Regions from separate parts of the Ovis aries genome. Here region 1 is linked to region 2. A link is a contact called in public Hi-C data. All regions are on one chromosome and are shown on one strand. The core of a region is the stretch at or near the end of the contact, and the rest is flanking DNA. Distances in the headings are between cores, read along the strand shown.

The links. A called contact is a pair of places that touch in the nucleus more often than the background predicts.
Region 1: a contact with region 2 is called in a Hi-C map of hypothalamus, with 3 times the contacts expected there. The contact joins two enhancer-like sites. A contact is called at or near these places in 4 of 16 Hi-C or Micro-C datasets (hypothalamus, liver, muscle and 1 more).

The regions. Positions count from the first base shown.
Region 1 is chr1:19,327,129-19,331,969 of ARS-UI_Ramb_v3.0, forward strand. RNF220 (ring finger protein 220) reads left to right here. Exons shown (of 15, transcript XM_060403282.1): 15 at 1-346. It overlaps TMEM53 (transmembrane protein 53), which reads right to left. Exons shown (of 3, transcript XM_027969131.3): 3 at 2,067-3,575. The coding sequence ends at 2,874. Among named protein-coding and RNA genes, the nearest start is that of TMEM53, 18 kb to the right of the region's middle. Within about 2 kb of position 1,508, at least 10 of the 54 cell types and tissues checked have an H3K27ac peak or open chromatin away from gene starts, as enhancers often do. A contact at or near this core is called in hypothalamus, where this site is marked.
Region 2 is chr1:19,277,316-19,281,995 of ARS-UI_Ramb_v3.0, forward strand. All of the region lies in intron 2 of RNF220 (ring finger protein 220), which reads left to right. It overlaps LOC105607754 (a long non-coding RNA gene), which reads right to left. Exons shown (of 5, transcript XR_001028529.5): 4 at 1-4,680. Among named protein-coding and RNA genes, the nearest start is that of TMEM53, 68 kb to the right of the region's middle. Within about 2 kb of position 2,921, at least 3 of the 54 cell types and tissues checked have an H3K27ac peak or open chromatin away from gene starts, as enhancers often do. A contact at or near this core is called in hypothalamus, where this site is marked.

The sequences.
Region 1 (4,841 bases), core at 258-2,757, 48 kb after region 2:
TGGGGCATGTGCCCCAAGGGACGTGATCCTCTCCTTAGTCTTAGCTCCTGGGGCTCTTGGTAAGGAGTTGGGGGAGGGGGGAGGCACAGGCGTGGGAACCGAGCTGAAGCAGGGGCTGAGACTGGGCTGGACAAAGGGTGCTTCTGGCTCCCCAGCCTTCCGCAGAGAACCTTTCCTGGGATTAGAGCTGCTCTTCCCGGGAAAAGTGTGGTCTTCCCGGGAAAAGTGTGGTCTCCCCTGCCCTGTGGGCCCCATGGTGTGATGCTGTGTCTGTATATTCTATACAAAGGTACTTGTCCTTTCCCTTTGTAAACTACATTTGACATGGATTAAACCAGTATAAACAGCTGCTGTCTCTGTGTATGTGTACAGGGAGGGGAAGATGATGAGGTGGTAGGAACAGAGGCAGTTAAGGGGTTAATTCCTGGCAGCCATGTGGGGAAAAGGACTTGGCTATGGCTTTGTGAGGCAGTGTGGGGTTAGTCTGTTCAGGGGCCCTGGAGCCTTGTTGGGTGTGGGGGGGTGGGGCCAGGACCTGGACTCCTGACTATTGATGGGTAGGGGCTCCAGGTTAATTCCTTATCGATGCAGAATCGTCAGCTCATTAATCACAGGAGAGGTCAGAGCTTGGGGGTACCGAGGGGATGCAAGCTCTATCCCCTGGTCTAGGGCTGGAACAGGCTGTAAGCTCAAGTGAAAACATAATCCCCAAACCTCTGTCCCTTTCTAGTCCCTTGAAGTGATCCAGGGACCAAAGTCAGCATCTTAGTCCCCTGTGGCGGCGTCTGCTTTCCATCCTAGTGACCACTGCCTGCTATAGCTACTGCCCAGATAAACGAACAGTAAGAACCCCCTTTATCCAAGGTGGACCCTCAAGTCAGGGAACTGAGGCTGGACAGCCAGCACTTAAGATGGAGCTTGGTCAAGTGGTGATCCCCATGGCTGACCAGTACCAGGGAGTGAGCAACTGGGTGCTCGGGCAGGTGCTCAGAGCTGCAGAGGAGGTCTTGCCCACCACAGAAAGCTTGTTTTGACAGAAGATTCTGCTAAAATTCAACACCCCAGAGTATCTTCATGACTCCAGACTCCTTTCTTTCACATGTTCTCACACACCAGACCCCGCCTCCCAAATCTTAGACACACCCATCTCTGGGATGCGCAGTGAATACTATAGAATCAGGTCCAGTTGCCAGTTCCTGCCCACCTCTGCACCCAAAAGACAAATCACCCTGGTTGGAGTCCAGTGAAGGCCCTTCACAGTGCCAGGCCCAGCTTGATGGCACCAAATATTCTGAAAGCAAGGATCCTGGAGCCCAAGTCTCTAGGAAAATGTATGTGGCCTGAGCAGAGCAGCTCGTGACAGTAGAGGGTTTAGAAGAGAAGTGGACGCCGCCCAGTTCCCATCAGGCTGGCTCCTATCGGATTTCTACTCTCCCCTCTCCCTGCCTTGGACTCAGTAGGTCCTTGATGGCTGGTTACTTTCACCCCCCGGGGCCAAATGCTCTCTAATAGAAGACATTAACCCAGAGTGAGGGCGTGAAACCTGCCCTGCTGTGGGAGCCTTGAGTTCCATCTCATGGCACAGGCAGCACTGCCACCTGTTGGCCATGGCTAGGAATGCAGCCACACAGAAGGAACGGGCTGCAGCAGCTGAGGGGCCATCCCACAGGGCTGAGGCCATGCAGGGAGAGCTGAGCTTTGGAGACAGAAGGTGCATCAGCCCTGAGACTGTCAGGGTCAGCTCCCACACAGAGCTCTTCCAGCCATCTCCTTCACTGACTGTCAAACTTTCAAAGCCCGTCCCTGGCCCCCAAGTCCCTTGATCACCACAGTGTGCTAAGTCACTTCAGTCATGTCTGACTCACTGTGACCCTATGGACTGTAGCCCGCCAGGCTCACTCCTCTGTCCATGGGATTCTCCAGGCAAGAATACTAAAGTGGGTTGCCATGCCTTCCTCTAGGGGATCTTCCCGACCCAGGGATGGAACCTGCACCTCATGTCTCCTGCTTTGCCAGGCGGGTTCTTTACTACCAGCGCCACCTGGGAAGGGATCACCACAGTAAGCTCAATCAATCAACACAAATTTATTGAATGCCTACTATGTGCCAGTATTGTGCAGCAGTGACTTACAGGATGATAGATGATACAGAATTCTAAGGCTGAAGCCACTGCTCCTGTCTACAGAGGATCCAAGTGGGTCTCCCTCAAGGAGATGAAGGCCAATGGTTCTGGTCTTCAGAACTCCTGACTCAGCTTGTCCCAGCTCCCATCTGGGGCTGCTGTCTTCCTGCTCCCCACACCCTCTGCCCACTCCACACACATCTTGCAACTTCCCTGGGTCCAGTGGCTTTCTGGCAAAGTGTAGTAGATCTTGGACAGATCCCCCACCTGTCAGCTCCCCATATGGCTTCCACCTCAGACTCCCTGGCAATGAGAAGCCTGAGTGAACTGCCAAGTGGGATCCTAGGGGATTTTGCTCCAGGCTTGGGGGGGCTTTGCCTGCCCTTCCAGGTCCTGGGAGCACAGATCACAGCCCCTTCCCCTACCTTCTGACACCTCCCTGCAAAGCTCACCTTCCATTCAAGGAATCAAAGATCAATCAATGCTGGGGCTTAGCCTCACCCCACCCCCAGCTTTATTAACCCTTCACAGCCTAAATGCCACAGGAACCAGCAGCCTGACTGTTGCACTTAGCAAACACAAGAGCTGCAAGGCTCCTGCGGAGACCTGCACAGGCACTACTGCCCCCAGGATCTTGGGGTAAACAGACCGACATGGTCCCCCAGGACAGAGGGACCACAAAGACCCCGAGAGCTGCAGGGAGCTGTACCAGCAGAGGACCCCACCCATGGATGTAGGTTGTGGGGAAGAGTCAGGCATTTATTTCTGGAGCAGAGGTGAGGTGGGGAGGGCAAGGACCTGAGCAGTGGACACAGCTGTGCATGAAGTTGACACAGAGGGTAGTGTAGTAAGTAGGGTAGTCGCGGAGGTGGCTGACGTGTGCAGACGACACGAAGTCCACAGAGCGCACCAGGACCTGGTGTGCCAGGCGTGCCTCCACCATGCGCTCCACGTCCCGGGCCAGGACCACCTCGTCAGCCCTGGAATAGAGGTAGAGCTCGGGCCAGCGAGAGGCTGCATCGAGCAGCCTGTCATAGAAGTGCGTGTGGAAGAGGGCGGTGAGTGGCGCGAGCAGGACATGGAACAGGAAGGCCACCAGGGCGAAGGCCACCAGGAGCAGCAGGCGGAGCGCAGCAGGCCGGTGCTCTAGGACGACCGCCAGTGCCCGCAGAGCCCCCAGCAGGTTGCTGTCACCGGGACCGCTGTCAAAGATGGTGCCCACTACACGCAGGTGACAGAAGCGCCGGTGGGTCTGCAGCAGCTCCAGCACATATCGGTACAGCATGACGCCAGCGTTGCTGAAGACGTGGAAGAGCAGGGGCTCCTTCTCAACCTCGTAATCAAAGAGCAGCTCAAGCAGCTTCTGGGCCAAGACACGAAGTGAAGGGATGCCCAGGGTCTCGGAGAAGAAGACCATGTGCCAGGGGGCTGTGTATCGGATCACGATGCAGCCCTGGGGAGAGGAGAGAGGCCCGGTTGGTCCTCGGGAATGGGATTGGGAGGAGAGGCAGCGACCAGCTAAGGTCAGAGGGGTCCAGCAGCTCTCACTTCCACAGGCCCATAAGCTGGAAGTCCTCCAGGCCCTGCTGCAGCCTAGGTGCACGCTCACCTCTCCTAGACACAGGTGCCTCCCAGAGGGGAAGGGCCACTCCAGGCCCATTTGTGGAATAATCGCTTCATGCTGGCCAAGCCCTTGAGGCCTAGAGCCCAGAGCTCGCTTTGGAGGCCTCTGGGCTGACCAGAAGGAAGCCTTCTCACTTTGGTCTGCTGTCTCCCTCCCACCCACGACCTTGTACCCACATCTGATCAACTCTGGCAGACTTAAGGCCTCACTGCCTGGCAACACCCTGCTGCAGCCACTCTGCTCTGCACGGTCCCTGCCTCCCAGGGACAAGCAGGTACCCCTAGGAGACCCAGCACCCAAGACACGCCTGCAGGCCCAGCCTTGACCACTAGAGGCCACTCATGAGCTGGGCCACAAGGCATCAGTCTGGCCACTGCCACCTTCCTCGCAGGGTCCTGTCTGGTTCTGAAGCCTGGGATCACTCCTCACTCTCCCTGAAATTCCAAGTACAGTAAACACATTATTCCTCAAATTCTAAAATAGCTAAAAATCTCTAGGCCTCTGTATCCCTCGACGCCTGGGTCAAAGAACACCTCAAGGTCCTCACCCAGATCCCCTTCTAGGCCAGTTAGAGAAGGTGACCAGAGCCACCCTGAGTCCTAACCCTCTGCCATTAATGCGTGCCAGACACACGGGGCTCTTTGTCAGGGGACTCTGAGTTAGGCAGGCCCTGGGGTCAGACAGTTCTGGGCTCAGTTCCTGGGACCAGCATCTATAAACAAGTATAGATGAAGAGCAATTTAACTCATCTTTCTGAGTCTGTGTTCCCTTCTGTAAGCTGGGACAACATCCAATTCATGGGATTACAGTATAATTAAATGAAGGAAAAAAAAAGTATCTCCAGTGCCCCCAAACAGCACTTGGCACAGAGTTCCAGCTAAGAAGAGCAGTCATTAGTGGTGGCAGGAGTAATAACAAGGAGAAAATTATATGGGCGCAGTACCTGAATGACCCAGAGCCAAAAAGACAGTCAGCGGAGGTTACCCTGCCACAGCCCCCTGACCTCCCCTCTGGCTGACTGAGATCACGTGAGCCACGGGTCCTCCTGGCTGTGCTGTCGCCAAGGCCCTAGCGGACCTTACCACTCTTCCCAAG
Region 2 (4,680 bases), core at 1,671-4,170:
TATACCTCTGTGTCCTCATTTATAAAAGGAAGGGAAGGGAGGAATACTACAGTGCTTGGCGCAGAGTAAGCATTTGATCAGTGTTATCACTTCCCTCCCTCCTCATCCATTCAACTCCTACTTATCCATCACATCTCAGCTTGTGTCAGTTCCTCCGAGAAACCTTTCTGGATTCCTCTGAGCAGGGCAAATCTCCATGTTATAGGCAGGACTCTGGTCACCTCTCTTTGACACAACTTCCATGTTACAGTATTTGTATAGTTAGTTTATTGCATGCTTCCTGCTTGCAAGCTCCATAAAGACACAGATTTCATGGTTTCCTTAGACCTTGGTGTAATGCCTAACACATGGAAGACAATACATGTTTATCAAAGTAATGAATGGATATAGCTGCAGTTCCATCATATTTGGCAAATGATGACCATCAAGGATTTATCTGACTGAGAACAGATTGATTGAGAGTAGGGTGGTAGGGGTGAAAATCAGACTGCCATGAGTTCAGAAGTGTTTGGGAGAGAAAGGAGTGTCAGAGCATCTTAGGTGAAAAGGAAAGTGGAAAGAAAGGGCATTAGCTACAAGAGACCATATGGAAGAGAGGGAGGATGCTGTTGATATTGTTGTAATGGGGGAGACAGGGTGTATGTGCTGATGGAGGGAAGCATGAGAAGGGACGGGGGAGGATGCAGGAGAGAAAGGAGAACAGGACAGCTTCCCCAGGGAATGGGATTCTCGGTCCAGGAAAAGAGATTAAGCAAAAACAGGAGGGTGAATACCTCTTGCACTGAAACTGAAAGGAAATAAGGAAGTGCATTTTGGGTCTGGAAGTTGAATTCATGCCTAAGGACTTCAAATTTCTAGGTGAAATAGGCAGTAAGACCACCTAGTAAGACAGAGGGACAGAAGGTGGGGAGGGGGACTCAAAATAATAAAACATTATTGGACTGTCTCTGTGGAAAAGGAGAGACAGAGCTGACCAAGGGCATGGAAAAGGATTGCTTAGCAGTGCTGAGATTGGAAACTGTGAATTTTTATTGGCACATCTCTGCGTGGTTTTGTGATTCTCCCCAGCTGCGTTTAGCCGCCTGTGTGTCTGAGGCAGAGAGGAGAATAGCTGGGTTGTGGAGAAGGCAGAGGCAACAAGGAGGTTGAGTATGTTGGCAAGAGGGTGTTGCAGTGACGCACCCTGGGGTCCAGGCTAGAAGCCATGAGTAAGTGGTCTGGGGAGATAAGAGGAGGAGAGAGAGGGTCCAAGGCCATGAGAGGGCTTGGGGCGAGGGAGTTCTTTCACAGAACAATTTTGGTTGTTGGCAAGGTCCTCCAGGAGGATGTGGAATACAGGAAGAAACAACAGGAGCTGACAAGATCAGGGCAGGTGTCACCTGGGTGACAGGTGAGTGTCAAAGTCCTAGGCAGATATGGAGAAGGCGGATAAGAGCGATGAGGGATGCAGGGTGGTACTTTCCCTCAGGGTCCACTGGGTGGAGAAGCAGTGGTCTGAAAGCAGCAGTAGGCACTAAGCGAGACACTGACCCCACCTCCTGGCCTGAGGAACCTGGAGTTGGAGAGGACACAGGGAAGTGATGTCACCAGGGAATATAAGTGATGTTTCCAGGAAAAAGAAGAGAGGAAGTAAAGGGAGCATCTAGGGAGCAAGGATGCAGAGGAGTTTACTGCCAAGGTACTAGGTCCCAGAGTGCATGGTAGGAACATCGTCAAGAGCCCACTCTGCCCCCTCTTTTCCCAGCATCTCTCCTAGGACCCTCTGCGTCCCTCGCCCATCTCCCTGGCTTGACATCACCCCTCTGGCACCATCCACTCCGCAGTCCATGTCCTGCCCATCTGTTCTCCCATCCCATCCTTGAATCCTTCCCTCCTCTTCCCACACCTCCTCCCCAGTTCTCTCCTCCCCAAACCCTCCTCCTGCCCTGCCCCACCCCAGCCGGCCTGAGTGAGCAGGAACCCCTGCACCTTCATTTCTCAGGTCACTGCTTGGCTAATGGGCTATTAATTTGCTCAATCGTCCCCTGTGAGGCAAACTCAATTTCTGCCAGCCAGTCGTCCCTCCCTGTCGACAGTGTGATTGATTGGAGGAACAGCTGTCACCGCCCGGCTGCCCGCTCCCTGCCTCTTCCGCGCAAGTCCGCGCCACCCCTCCTCCTCGGGCCGCCGCCCCGCGCCCACAGAGGCAGCGCACCCCTGCCACCTGCCCAAGGATCTGTCGCCAGCAATGAAAAATGACAGAAATATTTAAGGACAAATAAGGTTTCCCAACGCAATTGAAAATGATTACAGGCAGCTACAGATGGGGCCAATCTGATGCGCAGCAGCAAATCAAATCGAATTTCCTTATCGGCGTATTATTTTAGGCGTTATCTGGCACGTTGATGCAGTTATCAATTCAATTTCAGCCGCCGGTCCGCTGTTTACTGTCTCGCCTTTGCTGGGAAAAGGTAAACATGCTCAGCCCAGCAAATTAATTTCTGGCCGAAGACAGAGGCTGCAAAGGACTGCTCCGCAGGCCCCGCAGCCCCCACCGTGGCCCTGGGCTGCAGTGGGCCATGCTGACTGGACTGCGAGGGCAGGCCAGAGTTTGCCCAGGGAGCAGAAGCCCCGCTGCTGCTTGCCCGCGCCTGGCCCCAACCCCAAGCAGGATTCAAGGCTCCTAGGAGGCTGAGGTGACCGCTGTTGGCTCTGCGGCTGCTGCCAGGGAGAGGTGAAGGTCTCCCATTAATTTCCAGCTAAAAATGACAAATTCATCTTGGACGACAATTAAATGAAGTCAGTAATTGATGCTAATTGATCTCCAGATGCGAGGGCTCCCCTCAGCCTTAGCAGCACGTGGCTGTCTTGCTCACTCTGCCCACCCCAGCCCTTCTCCTCTACTTCTCTTCCTCTCTTGGCCCTTGCATACCTCCACCCCGCCCCCACCAGGGCTCTGGGTCTCTGCACCCCGCAGGTCTGTAGGAGACAGCTGGCCGGGGCTGGGCTAGCAGGCAGTGCCCGAGGCCAAGCAGCTGGCCCGCTGCCCGTCCCACCCTGCAGGCACTTGTAATCAGTGCCCCAACTTCCCCCCGTGAGCTGAGAAAGCAGGTAACACTGGCCTCCTTGGCGGTTCAGGATTTACTGCCCACAGCTGCGGAGGTTCCCACTTCATTTTTATAAGCCCATAGTCAGAGCCAGCAGGGGGTAAAGCACACTTGGATTTACTTTGCTTTACACAGTCCAGTCCTAACATTTTGGCTTCATGGCAAGGAAGATGCTGGAGGGGAGTGAAGTCTGTGGACATGCCAGGGAGTGTCCGGGTGGACTCAGTCTACGCTTGCATGTATGCCTGTGCTCACATGCATTTGTCTAGATGGGAACAAATACCCACACTTGTCTGAGCACCTGGGTGTGCCAGTGCTCACGCGCACATGTGTGTGTCCAGACATTTGAGAGGATATTTGTGCATGTCCATATGTGGATGTTTTCCTGAACTGGGCCCTTTTCTGCAGTTTATAATAAAGCCTAATCCCAGGGAACTCTGGGAGGCCCACCTGCCCCACCCACCACAGGCCTGGCCCAGCACAGGGCACTGTCTGGAAGTGATTAGCTAAGGGACAAGGGGAAGTTAGCTAAGAGGAGAGAGGCTGCAGTTGTGTCTGGGGCAGCCAAGTTCAGTGGTATGAAATAGCTGTGACCCTTGAAGCCCCGACAGCCTCTAAACAGGCTGGCTGGTGCTCTTGGCTGAAGCAAAGGCTCATGGGGTCAAGGGTTTAGGGTCCATGCCCAAGACTCAGTGAGCTTAACTGTGCCTTGGCCCACAGTCCTTAGCTCCAGCTCCAGCCCACATGCGAGCCTCAACTACCCACAGGCTGACCTCCACCTGGCTGTCTTGCAGATGTTGGCTACTGGCCCCCCAAGAGCCATGCCCCCTCCATTGCTATAGACAGTAAATAGTATCCATCACAATAGGGGTCAGGGCATCAGCGCGGCTGCAGTTTTACAAGAACCTGGAGCTGGCAGGAGGCCATATGGAGCGGGCAATACCAATCTGGGTTTCTGCCAGCAGAGTAGAGGGAAGGGAAGATGGCAAGGGCATGTGGGCATGAACATGTCAACCCTGTGGATCCTGAGTTTATATGTCACCTGTAAGCAACCTGGTGCTGTGAGGGAGTCTTCCCTATAGCAGGAAGAGGAGCAAGTGAAGAAGATCGTGTACAGTAGATAGATGATCAGACCAGGGGCAAGGTAGAGGCAAGGAACCAGATAAAACCTCCACAACATCTCCCAGCTAACATCCGCGCCTTCTGGGGATTTAGCAAGGTCAACAATCATTTATTCATTCATTCAAGGAATATGTATTTGTTTCTACTTAAACTACTAATATTGTCTTACTTTGGGTTACGCCCTCTGCAAAATACTGAAAGTCGAAAGTGTTAGTCACTCAGTCATGTCCGACTCTTTGTAGCCCTCCAGGTTCCTCTGTCCGTAGGATTCTCCAGGCAAGAATACTGAAGTGGGTTGCCATTCCCTTCTCCAGGGGATCTTCTGGGACTATAGCAATAAACAAGTTATTCCCTGCCCACAAGAAATTTAGTCTAAAGAGAGTGACAGATACATGATAGGCAACTGTAACACTGTGTGACCAGAGGTAGCACAGGAAACTATGGGAACACAGAGGAGGCACCTAGTGCAGTC